Regions from separate parts of the Sus scrofa genome. Here region 1 is linked to region 2. Evidence: chromatin contacts called from public HiChIP or PLAC-seq data. All regions are on one chromosome and are shown on one strand. The core of a region is the stretch at or near the end of the contact, and the rest is flanking DNA. Distances in the headings are between cores, read along the strand shown. Region 1 holds the start of CTNNB1 (catenin beta 1). Region 2 holds the start of RPL14 (ribosomal protein L14).

Evidence for each region. HiChIP or PLAC-seq counts read pairs in DNA pulled down with a chosen protein or histone mark.
Region 1: a contact with region 2 is called in an H3K27ac HiChIP or PLAC-seq map of alveolar macrophages. The contact joins the promoter of CTNNB1 here to the promoter of RPL14 in region 2. A contact is called at or near these places in 1 of 47 Hi-C or Micro-C datasets (liver) and 2 of 2 datasets of contacts at active chromatin or transcription factors (alveolar macrophages and skeletal muscle).

Annotation. Positions count from the first base shown.
Region 1 is chr13:25,162,650-25,169,099 of Sscrofa11.1, reverse strand. It overlaps CTNNB1 (catenin beta 1), which reads right to left and starts at 4,805. Exons shown (of 16, transcript NM_214367.1): 1 at 4,658-4,805. It overlaps LOC106505576 (basic proline-rich protein-like), which reads left to right and starts at 251. Exons shown (of 4, transcript XM_021069211.1): 1 at 251-258; 2 at 4,213-4,633. The coding sequence starts at 251.
Region 2 is chr13:24,692,827-24,699,072 of Sscrofa11.1, reverse strand. It overlaps RPL14 (ribosomal protein L14), which reads right to left and starts at 3,864. Exons shown (of 6, transcript NM_001097478.1): 1 at 3,846-3,864; 2 at 3,255-3,356; 3 at 2,562-2,656; 4 at 1,093-1,192; 5 at 946-999; 6 at 395-733. The coding sequence starts at 3,848. The coding sequence ends at 446.

The DNA.
Region 1 (6,450 bases), core at 3,556-6,055, 470 kb before region 2:
TTGGAAAATTGTAAATATGCTATTTGACCTACAGACAATAAATGCTTCCAATACTAGTTATGGACTTGGACATTATTTATTCCATATAGGATCCTTTATGAAAGATCACAGCTCACTCTAAAATAGCCATTTACATAGAACAATTGAGGCATTCTTGCTTTATTTTTTAAAAAAGATAACAAAAATATATTTCTTAGTCAAAAGACATTAACAGTATTTCCACAAAATTATACTGAATTCCAAGAGCAAAATGGATCAGTAAGTGATACTCCCCCCATCAACCTCTAAATTTCATTTCAACCACCTATTTATGGAAAACAAAGTTGAAAAATTTTTTTCTAAACTCTGATAATTTTTCATAAAATGGCCATGTGACTTCTAAAAGCTATTTTAAAATAGGCCTTATTTCTGTTACTAATCAGAATCTGATTTGACAAAAGTATTCTCATAAAAGAATGCTATTAATAGAAAGAGCACGAACTTTAACAAAAAAGCACAGAAGAAGGTTTTTATTGAAAAATTTAAAGGGCAAAATATTGGTATAGTGTATCACAACACTATACAAACGAGAACCTATAGTAACTAGGCATTATACTCCAGAATTCACACAAGTTGACTCAAGAGCGTCTAGCTTTGTTGATATCCAGTTCTTAATGGACATAATATTCCCAGAAAATATAAGAGTTGAGGACTTACTCATATTTTACTGTGTAACAGATTTTAGACAAATTAACAATTCACTTCTTTGTTACCTTTTTCTGAGACTTTTAGTTTCTATAATTCATTAATATGGATAAACATTAGAACTGTTTACCCTAAAATTATTATATTGAGTTTTTGGTTTATAATTATGTTATATTTAAGCTGATATTATTACACTATTTAAAGCGACAAATAAAATTTAATCCCTGATTTAACTTTGACCTTTCTTCTGCAAATAATGGTTGAGAGGATGTGTTCGCATGCCAATCTTTTTATTAGCAGAATTAATATGAATAAATTATTTTAGAATTTTAAAAGTTTACTGATTGATGCTTTCTCATCAAAACCATTCATATTTGCAGGAGCAAAAAAAAAAAAAAAAAAAAAAAAAACACAAGCATTACATTATATCCACTGGAGGGCACTCAACATGACCAAAGCATGCAATGAAAACATGCCCTAACTCTATTCTCACTCAGCGACATCAGGTTTGAGGGAGACTTTGGGTGAGGGGAATGTCTCTTAAAAGAAAGAGATGCCCACAATTAACAAATTTAAAAAGATAGTTAAACCCTAAAAAGGGTTCCTAGAGTGACTTTTTCGTTAGGGAGAAAGCACATTAAATACACACTTCAAGAACAGCAGGATTCAGAACTCAACAGAAAGACCTGGATTTCAAATTCAGTCAAGCTCAGACTTGCATAAAACACAAAAGCAGCATTCTTAAGTAAACAGAGGAAATAAAAGAACTTTCTCCAGAGTTTAAGCAATGAAAAAGTACACAAGTTAACTACTAATCATCTGCAAGCAACAAAAATCACATATTTTCCTTCTGTGCAACTTAAGAAGTATACATTTATTTTAGCCTATTAGTCTAGTTATCTATTACATCATGATTAGAACAGTATTACATAAGCAAAAGTCTGTTAGAGAATCAGAACTGATTCTGCAAATCAGTATCCTCTCAATGAGGGTACAAGAAGCCATAGCTAAATGCTCTATACTAATGAGAAAATAGCTCACAGTCTATGTTTTACTATTTATTTGTATGGTATAAAAAGGTTTTTAGTCAGCTGTTTCAACAAAAAGATACCATATTTCCAGTAAAAAAGCAGGCTATGAGCATACGACTAAGTTTTCTCAATAACTTTTTTTAAAAGAATACAACTAAGTTAACCAATTAATGTTTTCACAACCACTGTCACACAAGTCAATAATTTGGAGCACTAAAGAGTTGCCAATACTTTTTATTAGAAGGTGCCCTGCTCTAAATGCATTCATCCTTTTTTGTCCTGGGTTGGCAATCAAGCATGCTTCCACCCTAGCTCAAAGTACAAACTTAAAATTTACCACCTACTCCTCTACAATTATTATCAGTAACTAGTAAATCATGAAGAGAGAAACAAAATCCTATTGTAACTGGATAGATGTATTATTTCAATAACACAAGTTTCACTGGCTGAAGATACTTATATAGTCCATATCTAGGGTTTTAATCTCACTGCTACTTTTAATGACAGAGAATCAAACTTTTGAATTCTCCACATCCCCAGTTTTAATAATACTTCTGCTCCTCTTTTCACCCCTCCCAATAAAAAAAAACAGTATTTGCAGATAGTTTTCCTGAAAGACCAAATCTCAAAATACCCTTAGAGAAATATGCCTAATTCATGTTTTCCTTCCTATGGGGGGGGGTGGAGGAGGGAAGTATCTATGAAAACAAAAATACACTACTTCACTTACATGGATAATTTTTATTCCAGTCATCACTGGCAACAGTAGGAAGTTCAATTCAGCTTATGTTTTAATACTGGGATCCATACTTTTCTACATAATTATCTTGGTAGAGGAAGTAGTCGGATAACGTTTCAAAAGAAAACTCTTGAATACCTATTGACACTTGAACACTGCTAAATGTTTCTTTTTTGTCCTTTTTTTTGCCACTTTATTTTTAAAAATTGGTTTTTCCTGAAAGCTATCTTAAATGATTATTCTAGCCTATGGAAAAATCTAAGCCTAGAACTCCACAAGGGCTCTAAGCTACATGCTATACTAAACTTTCTAGTTTAGTTTTTTTATTTCCCCCTCAAGGACCTTAGACTTGAATAGTCTCAGCATTCCTTTAATCCTATAGAAGAGTCTTCTGCAAGTTTTTCGAGTTACTGTTGCAATCACTTTAGGGCCTTGTACATGGCCTTTAGAACAAAGACTAGGTCAAAGTAATGAATATTGGGTGCAAATTAATCAAATTTTGTGCAAGGATATTCTCAAACGTTAATGGCACTTTTTTTTTTAACCCAGAGATTTTGTGGGTTTAAATGTAAAAGTAAAATAAATGCAGCCATCGCCTTAGTTCAGACAAAAAAAAAAAAAAAAAAAAAAAAACCCACAAAAAACCCTCCAAAGTATGTTTTTGTCACTGATTTAAGCAGATACTAAACAGTAGCATTATGGTAAATAATATTTCAAGCTATGTCCAACATTTCTGAAGACAAGTTAAGGTGAAGATAGCTGAAGGTACTGAATGCACACCAAGGGACAATAACGAAATGGCTTCCTAAGTTCCAGACAAAATACTTTATAACTCAGCGATCTGAAAAACATCAGTCCAGACTTTATCAAAGGCTAGCCGTCGCTTCAAGTTGCTGTCTAGTCTAAGCCACCACTATTCACGACACAAAGCTCTCGTTTCACTAAAACCACTCCTCGATTTCCTTTTGCGGACCTCTGCATACCAGCAGGCCAGTCTCCTCATTCACCACTCACAAACTCGGGGGGGAGGGGAGACCACAGATGTCTGGAAGATACAAAGTAGGAGACAATGCTCCCTCCAACAGGGAACTGAAAACGAAGGAATCAACTACACCCAACTGCCAAAGCTTTCAAGTTTAGCGGATCCAGTAGCGGGCTTTGAGAACTGAACTTCGAAACTGCATTCCAAGTCCTCGCCCCAGACAAAACACGGAACGAAGTTGCAACGCTTGAATTTCCTTCGGGCAATTTCGTAGCGAGGGAAAAATTCATCTCGCTGGAAAGTGCTCTCAAAATCAAGTTTAGCTGGCATGAAATTATCTAAATAAAGAATTTCCACGAACAAAATTCTCGAAGCAGTCAGAGGCTGAGTCCGGCGGGTCACTTGGTAAGAGACAGTAAGCCAGTCGCCCTCGCCCTTATTTTTCCCAGGACCTTCCTTGCACACTGCTTTCACTCACCTGCACCGTACAAGAAAATAAAGGTGCTAGATATGGATTTTATTTGTGCAACTCCTCCTGGAGCATCGCTCCGTCTGCAATAATAGTTTGGATCCTCTACGGTTTAAAGTTGCTCCGATTTAAACAGGAGCCAAAACCAAACACACCAGCAGAGCATTAAAATAATACTAACGATTCTCTTAATTCGTCCTTAAGCACGAAAGAGGGACTCTGAAGAGAAAGTCTACTGGTCCTCTCCTCATGGCAGATGGGACCTCGGGTCCCAGGCCCAGCGCCTGTACCCCAACTCCCCTTGAAGGCCCGGAAGGCGGAGTCCCCCGTCCCCACCCCGCCCCCCACCCCGGCCCCGGCGCATCCAGAGGCGCAGGGTCCCTCCCCCAAACTCGGCCGCGGCCGGAGCCCGGGACGGAAACCACAGACCCCCCTACTATCCCCCGCCAGACAACGGAGCTCCCGAACGCGCCCTCGCGGCGCCCCCTCCCCGCAAGCGGCAAACCCGGGGCCCCCAAAGAGCCGCGCGACCGGAACCCGGGCCCGGCCGCCGCCCTCCGCCCCTCGGGCCGGGCCCGCCCCCGCCGCCTCCCCGGCGCCCCCAGTCAGCCCCCAGCTCCCCACCCCGGCCCTCCGGGCTGCACCGGGCCCGGCTTCCAGCCGCCGCCGGGACCGCGCGCCCGCGACGAAGTTTGGCTCCGAAGAGGAGCGGGAGCAGCCCCGGAAGGGTAAGGAAAGGAGCACCCAAGCACCTCAGGGGAACAGGCTCCTCCCGCCGCGGGAGTCCGACCGTCCTCGGCCTGCGGTGGCGGCTCGGCGGAGACCGGAGCTGCTCCTCGGACCTTCCTCCGTCTCCGCCTCCCCTCGCTCTCAGCTCCCGGAGCCGGGTTAACGCGGCTGCCACAGACCGAGAGGCTTAAAATGGCGCCGCACAAGGAGCTCTTATAAGTCGCGCAGAATCCGCTGTATCCTGCCGCCAGCGGCGCAGCGCGGAGCGTTCCGCCGCGCGAGGACAAGGGGCGGGGCGCGGGCGGGCGGCGGAAAGTAGTCCCCGCTCCGCCGAGCCGCCCGCCTCGGGCTGGGGCGGGGCGCTTGCGAGCTCTTCGGGCGCTCCCGGGGGTTAGAGGCCGGCGGCTGCCGGGCCGCGCGGGACCGCAGGACAGATCCGCCAAGGCGCTGTCGGCCGAGATGGGGCGGCCAGGGCACCCGCGGGCCGGGATGGGCTGGGGGAGGGCGACCCCGAAATTCTCCACTATCGGGATCCCGAAGCCCCCCGGCTCTCACTCGTCCAGTGCCAAGAGAGCGGACGCTGGACTGGCCGCTTGCTGCCCGTGGGAGGCGGCACCCGGACCCCGGCCCTACGAGGCCGAGCGGCACAGGTCCCAGGAGGGCGGAAGTTCGGGACCGGGCCAACCGCAGTGCTGAGGTCGGGGCCCGCCCGCTCCCGGCGCTGCCGGGCGCTGCTGCTGCCCCTATGCAAGTCGAGGGACCCCGGCGCGATCGTGCTTTCGCCGTCTTTGCGGTCTGGGCCCCAAGCTCTCTGCAGGACTTGGCTCCTAGCCGAGCCGCACATTACCTCCACGGTCTGAATCGTAGATTCCGCATCCCTACCGGCTTGAATCTGGAAGTGAAGTACCGGGCCGAGCCTCCTGTTAACCCAATCCCAAAGACTGAACTCGTGTTAGAACGGGCGCCTAGCCCGCAATTCAACAAGTCCTTAGTCCCTACTGTGAACAAATGACTGATAGAAATGGACTAGCTCTAGAGCCCTGTCAACTAGGTTAATTCTTACAGATTTCAATTTTATCTGGTTCCACTTTACTAAGTATCAATAAATTTGTTGGGGGAGGATTTTTCCTCGGAGGAAGTTCATGTATAGATATTACTTAGTTGAGAAATCCAAGTTGTTGTTTATGGAAGGAGCTATCAGGCAGCTTCTAATTTTTAAAAACGAATTTTCTATTCTTAAAAACATTTTCTAATTCGTCCTAATAGGCTGAAGCTGGGTCTTCGTTTCCCTTCGAAATGTCTCCATTGTAATCCAGCAAGATTGGCATTTGTCAAAGATGAAAAAATTATGATCCATTCACTTTGTCTAGTCTATTGTATGCTTATTTTTCCTTCAAAACAATGAAGAGCATACAAAAAGCAACAGTGAAAGTTATCTTCAGGCTTTTATCCCTGTAATTAATGCATGCAAACAATAGGTCTTTATGCATAGGTACAGACAGGAAACCTATTTACTCATTCACTCATGGAGTAGGCTATATAGTTTTTAGGCATAGCTAATGCTAAACAGGGCCAACATGTTCCTGAAGTAATTCAATTTTCCCCCATCTTAAAGATATTTTACTACACACCGAGGTAATGTTAAACTGTTATCTATCACCATAGCATGGGCCCCTGCAGTGGAAAAAGTCTGCACACTAAGATGATGTTCCGTGAGATCCATTGTCTAGAATGACTTTCTCATTTGTGTCTTTGCTAGTAATTCTGTAGAATTAACTGTAGCGGATGGTTAAACCGAATGGTCATAATTTGAACA
Region 2 (6,246 bases), core at 2,615-5,114:
ATTCACACTACCAAGCAAAAATGAGCTTAGTCCTCATTGCCCCAGTAAGGTTCAGAAGGCAGCTTCTGATTAGAAATGACAGGGAACTGAAAATTTTAAGAAACCAATGTATCATAACATACTTGTTTTCCTACGGTATATCCTTAAGATGCTGGGATTTCACTTATTTATAGAAAATACATTTGTACAAGGAAAGCAAAAGTCACTAGGTGTTCTAATTACCGTGATTTCCCATGAGAACTTTACTTATGACTGTGATTACTGGATACTAATTCAAATCTGAGCAGAGTAGGACTAAGGAACTGATTTTCCAATGATGACATTAATAATCCCATTAATCTACCTCATAACCTGGACCCAACCAACAACAGACTTTAATCCATAAAGTAGATTTGCCAGCATGTCAAAAAAACTTTTATTACGTTTATAATAGCCTCTTATGCTCTCATGCTTTCTTGCCAGATGCTTTTGGAGCAGGTGCTTTCTGGGCTGGAGGTTTCTGAACCTTCTGAGCTTTTGGAGGAGGTGCAGCCTTCTGGCCTGCAGCTTTCTGGGCAGGAGCCTTCTGGGCTGGAGCCTTCTTGCCTGCAGTGGTGATCTTTTTTACTGGAACCTTGGCAGCAGCGGCAGCAGCTGCTGCAGCTGCCCCCTTAGCAAGTGCTTTCTTGGGAGAAGCTTTCAGGAGAGCTGCCTTTTGAAGTTTCTTAACTTCAAGCTTGATTAGTCGGTTCCTCTGAAAAATTTCAATGTAAATGTTTACCATATATGCATAAAAAATTCTTATCCAATCTATACATACAAACTGTAAATGCAGAGAAAACAACCCTCGCGATGTCTAAGATTTTTAACAAGTCAACTTTGGTCTACCAAGCTTGGGCAAGAGAATTACCAGACAAACAAGTTTAGGGTTAGAATACAACAATCCTGTGATAATTTAAAACTTACCATTTTCCTTGCCTTCATGACTTTATAACGATCAAAATCTGTCATCTTGGCTTTCTGTTGGAAATAAACAAGTAAAATAAATCCCTGTCATACCATCCCAACCCTCCAAACCCAGAAAAGTCCAAATTCAAATGAATAAGTCACTACCTTTTCTCTGGCTTCAATCTTCTTGGCCCACCTTGTGGCTGCCCACTTTGCATTAATATCTGCCTTCTCCCAGGCTTTTCGGACATACTTCTGGCGAGCACTAGAAAGAGCCAAGACCACTGATTATGAAATCAGATTTGAGGCCACAAAGATCCAAGGACACCTTTTTGTCCTCTGAAAAAGCACCACTTATACCCTCTCAAGTTAAAAAAGGTGTAACAAAAATAGAAAAGTATCCTTCCGTTTTTTTTTCTCCCCACTTCCACCTCTAATTGTCTCCACAGAACACCACCTGGCAGACTTTATTATTTGAATTGTGGTCACTAAGACATCTTAAAATCTCAAACACACAATTTTAATAAAAGTGTGCAAACCATTTCACTTTCAAGGGTTAAGTCACCTCTGATTACGTGTGTATATGTATGTGTGTGTATATATATATATCACTCCTCAGTAGTGGATGAGAAGAAAGCAATTTATTTTTCATCAAGAATGAGGTAAAGTTAATCTGTATGCCTTACATTATTTTGCACATTAATGCCTAAAGGTTTGTGTTCAGTATAGCCCCTTGTAATCTAATGGTTAGGACCTGTGCTTTCACTGCAGCGGCCTGGGTTCAATCCTTGGCCTGGTAACTGAGACCCCACTTCAAGCTGCTGCACACCATGACCAAGGGGGGAAAAAAAAAGATCTGTGTTGAGACATCATGAAATGCTACTACTGTCTAAATTCCTAGTAAGTAACTGGGAATATAACCTCTTTAGTGGCTGTTATAAGAAGATAATGTATTAAATATTTTATTTTTTTGCCCCCCCCCCCCCCTTTGAGGGCCGCACCCACAACACGGAGGTCCCAGGCTAAGGGTCCAATTGTAACTACAGCTGCCGGCCTACACCACAGCCACAGAAACCTCAGATCCGAGTCAAGTCTGTGACCTACACCACAGCTCACAGCAACACTGGATCCTTAACCCACCAAGGAGGCCAGGGATTGAATCCACAACCTCATGGTTCGTGGTGGGATTTGTTTCCACTGTGCCAAGAAGGGAAGACCTTAAACATTTTAAATATTTAACAACTGGCACATACTAAAGAACTCGACTGATGATTGCACTTGAAGAGACAAATATTAGTATTTTGTTTTGAAGCTGAATTGAACAAAATATGTCATGAAACCAGAATTCTGTGGGGAGTTCTTTGTGGTGTAAATCCTAAAAGGGAGACAAAGAAAAAGGATGGGAAATCTGGATAAAAGAAGAGCCACTGAACTACCAGATCACAGGACATTTTAAAAATGCCTGTCTACATCTACACTGTAAATCTCTCCTCTAAATTTTTCTCTCACACTGCTAAATATATTCTCAAGAGAAAAACAACAAAACAGCAAAAACATTTCTTTGGATTAAGCCAAGCAAACTTTTACTAGTATTAATTAAACAAGGGTAGGGGTGATGGTTGGTGGACAGTTACCTGTGTGGGAACTTGAGGATGAAGTCGGTGAGCTGCATGCATTTGAAAGGCATAGCCTGTCTCCTTACTTGAGTGCAAGGTCCATCCACTAAAGCCTAAAAATACATAAGACCAAGGACATCAGTGTAAAACTGTTACCAGCATTCAAAATGCAAACATTTTGTGTATCACTAATCCTTTCAGAATCATCACATCCTTACTATTTAAGTGCTTTTCACAAATAAATAAAACTATCAGCAATTGTAGTACAGCATATAACCCTACATACAATTTTAAGTTTTTAATCCTTGCACGTTCCCAGCAACTCCATGATCATTCAGCTTCTGGTCAATCCCTTAATATATGATTCTCAAATACTGACAACAGCAAACAAAGCTCTTCCTATGTGCTTAACTTTGTTCTAAACTCGCATTACATATAACAACTAATTTAAGCATCACCAATGTTTTAGCATATAATTAGTTAAAAACTCTGGCTGGTTTAAGGAGCAGAAATAATACTCAAAATGCCTTAGTACTTGCCAATTCCAGTATGTGCTCCTAACCCCTATTTGCATTGTTTCCTTTTTTATAAAACGCAATTACCACCCGTAATATTCCTACCTCAGTGGGCTATTGGGACAATTACCATTATAATCTACACTGCATACCATCCATTGCCATATGAAGTCGCGACACTTTTCTTTACACTTACCCTGTTCTGATCAATAACATCTACAATTGCGACCAGCTTGCCGGCATGAGGTCCAAAGGAGACGTAGGCCACTCGGCCAACCTCCACGAAGCGCCTGAACACCTAAAATTGAGAAGTGGGAAAAGGAACAGCAGATCGACTAAAAATACTCTCTGGTTTGCAAAGCTTTACCGCTTTGAAAGGCAACATGGCTAAGAACCGCGAGAAAGAATGGTGAGGGGGAACACACCCAAACGCTACGGTAGTCCTGGATGGACAAAATCCGCAGGAGTGACGGCAAAAGCCAGGTCTATGGGGTCTGCAAGGCCCAAATGCCTGCCCTAGCCAGGATCCCAGCCGCCCCAGAGGTCCAGCTCAGTCGGCCGAAGAGCGCACGCGTGTCCCAAAAGGCGCAGGGCCTGCCGGGCCCTCCACGCGCTCGTCGGTCGCACACCCGGAAAGCTTCCAAACTGCGAGTTCCGTCCGCCCTGGGACCCTCACCGCTCGCTACCTAAAACCCGCAAGGCACCGTTCCGCGCCTCCGCTTCCCAGCCCAGGCGGGGCTGAGGCTGTATGACCAGCAGACCCGGAGCCCGCGCCAGCGATACTCACCATGTTGGCGGCGTTCGGCGAGAAGGAAGAAGGCCTGCCCGACCGTGCGCATGTGTAGCAGGCCGCCCCGCCCCTACGGTGAACAAGACGCCGATGTGTGCACCGATTGGTCGGAACGTACGCACGTACGCACACGCAGGGTCACTGGGAAAACGTGGCGGAGCTCAGCAGAGCCGACCCGGTCTTTTGCAAACGTGAGGGGTAGGATTGCCTCAGTTGGTACCACAGAAGATCTACAGGAAAGTCGTCTTCTAGAACTTCAGGGTAAAGAAGAATACAGAAGATATGCTTCCCATTGTGACTCTGCATCCTTTCAACCTCCTCTTTTAACGTTTTTCTCTTTCCTTCCACTACTCAGTACTCTCCCGATTTTTGTCTATTACTAATGGCCTAGTTAGTAGTAGTTTTTTCTAAGTGACCCCCGTAATTTTATTAACTTTCCGTTTTAAAATAATTCAGATCTACGGAAAAGTTGCGAAACTAGCACAATTCCCAAAACATTTCTTACCCTCTCCAAATGTAACACTAAAGTTGCTTTATCATTCTTTTCTGAACATTTGAAAGGAAACTGTACACACGATATTTCTTTATCTCTAATTGTGAGATAAAGAAAGATTTATTCTAATTGTGCTGTATCCTAAAAACAATGACATTGTTTTATATAGTTGGTATAATGTTTGAGGAGTTCCCTTCCTGGCTCAGCGGTTAACGAACCTGACTAGGATCCATGAGGATGCAGGTTTGATCCCTAGCCTTGATCAGTGGGTTAAGGATCTGGCGTTGCTGTGAGCTGTGGTATAGGTTGCGCAGGTGGCTCAGATCCAGAGTGGCTGTGGCATAGGCCAGCAGCTGTAGCTCCCATTCGACCCCTAGTCAGGGAACCTCCATATGCTGTGGGTGGGGCCATAAAAAGATAAAAAATAAAAATAAAAAAATTTAAATAAATAAATAAAAATATAGGCTTATACGGGAGTTTCCAGGTGGCCAGTGTCTGGTTTGTCACTACTGTGGCACGGTTTGATCCCTGACAGGGAAACTTCCTCCTGCCTCCTGACTGGCCAAAAAATTTTTAAGTAAAAAAGTTGTTGTAGTAAGTACCTTTGTAGTTTATTTTATACCTAGTAGTACTGGGTCTAGTTCAGTGATTCTCTAATTAAGGGTGAATAGACTGGAAGAAAAAAAAAAAAAGATTGCTTAAAATGTTTTCTCCCATTTTTGGTTCTGCTCTGTATATCTGTGAGGGTGGAATCAGAACCAAAAGCAGAGAATATCTAAAATTAGGACCTGATTTATAATCTTCCATTCCTGGCAACCTCATCTCTTTTCTTCCTTCTTTGAATAGCTTACTTTTAATACTACCAACTGACTCACCATGAAATACTTAAGTATGGTAATAATTGTAAATTGTTTAATTGATTAAATAAAGCAAAAGAAGGAAACTTTGAGGAAGTTCAGAGCCCAACTGTCCTGACTTTTTTTTTTTCCCCTTTTTTTGGCTGCATTTAATATGGAAGTTCCTGAGCCAGGGATTGAATCTGAGCCATAGCTGCAATCTATGCTGCAGCTGTAGCAGCACTGGATCCTCAACCCACTACACCACAGCAGGAACTCCAAGAGCCCACCTATTTTGTTCTTAGGATTGTGTTTATTGGTTACTTTAGTTATGTGTCTATTATGATCACTATTCATAATTATTAATGCATCTCACCCTTTTAGATATTAATTGAAGTCATTTAATATGATAAATGTGCCTAATGCAATAAGTTAAAATAAAATACAGTCTTGTTTTTTGGGGGTTTTTTTTGGCCATGCCCAACATGTGGAAGTTCCTGGACCACGGATGGAACACATGCCACAGCAGCAACCCAAACTGCTGCAGTGACAACTCCAGAGCCTTAACCCACTGTGCCACAAGGGAACTCCCGGTCTAGTTGGTTTCTTTTTTTCTTTTTTTATTAGAGTATATTTGACTTACAATGTTGTGCCAATTTCTGCAGTACAGCAAAGTGATCCAGTCATATATATATACGTTCGCCTTCTTATATTATCTTCCATCATTCCTGGTCTATCCCAAGCCAGTCTAGTCATTTTGTAGAAGTTCTCTTAATATGGATTTGTTGATTAGATTCAGATTATGCCTTTTTTGCACAAAAAAAACTTGTGACCTTGATGCATTACATCAGAACACCCACAGGCTATCTCTTTGTCCCAATATGGCAGCGTTAATTTTCATCACTTGATTAAGTGTACTGACACTCCTTTTCTCTAAGCTCTCTGGCAGTTTATCTTCCCAGGATGGTTCTAGCAGCCTCCTAAGTGACCTGCTTCTCCATTGCCCCATTTACTGTATTCTCTGCTCATCAGACAGGGATCTTTTTAAAAAGTAAGTCAGATCACATCA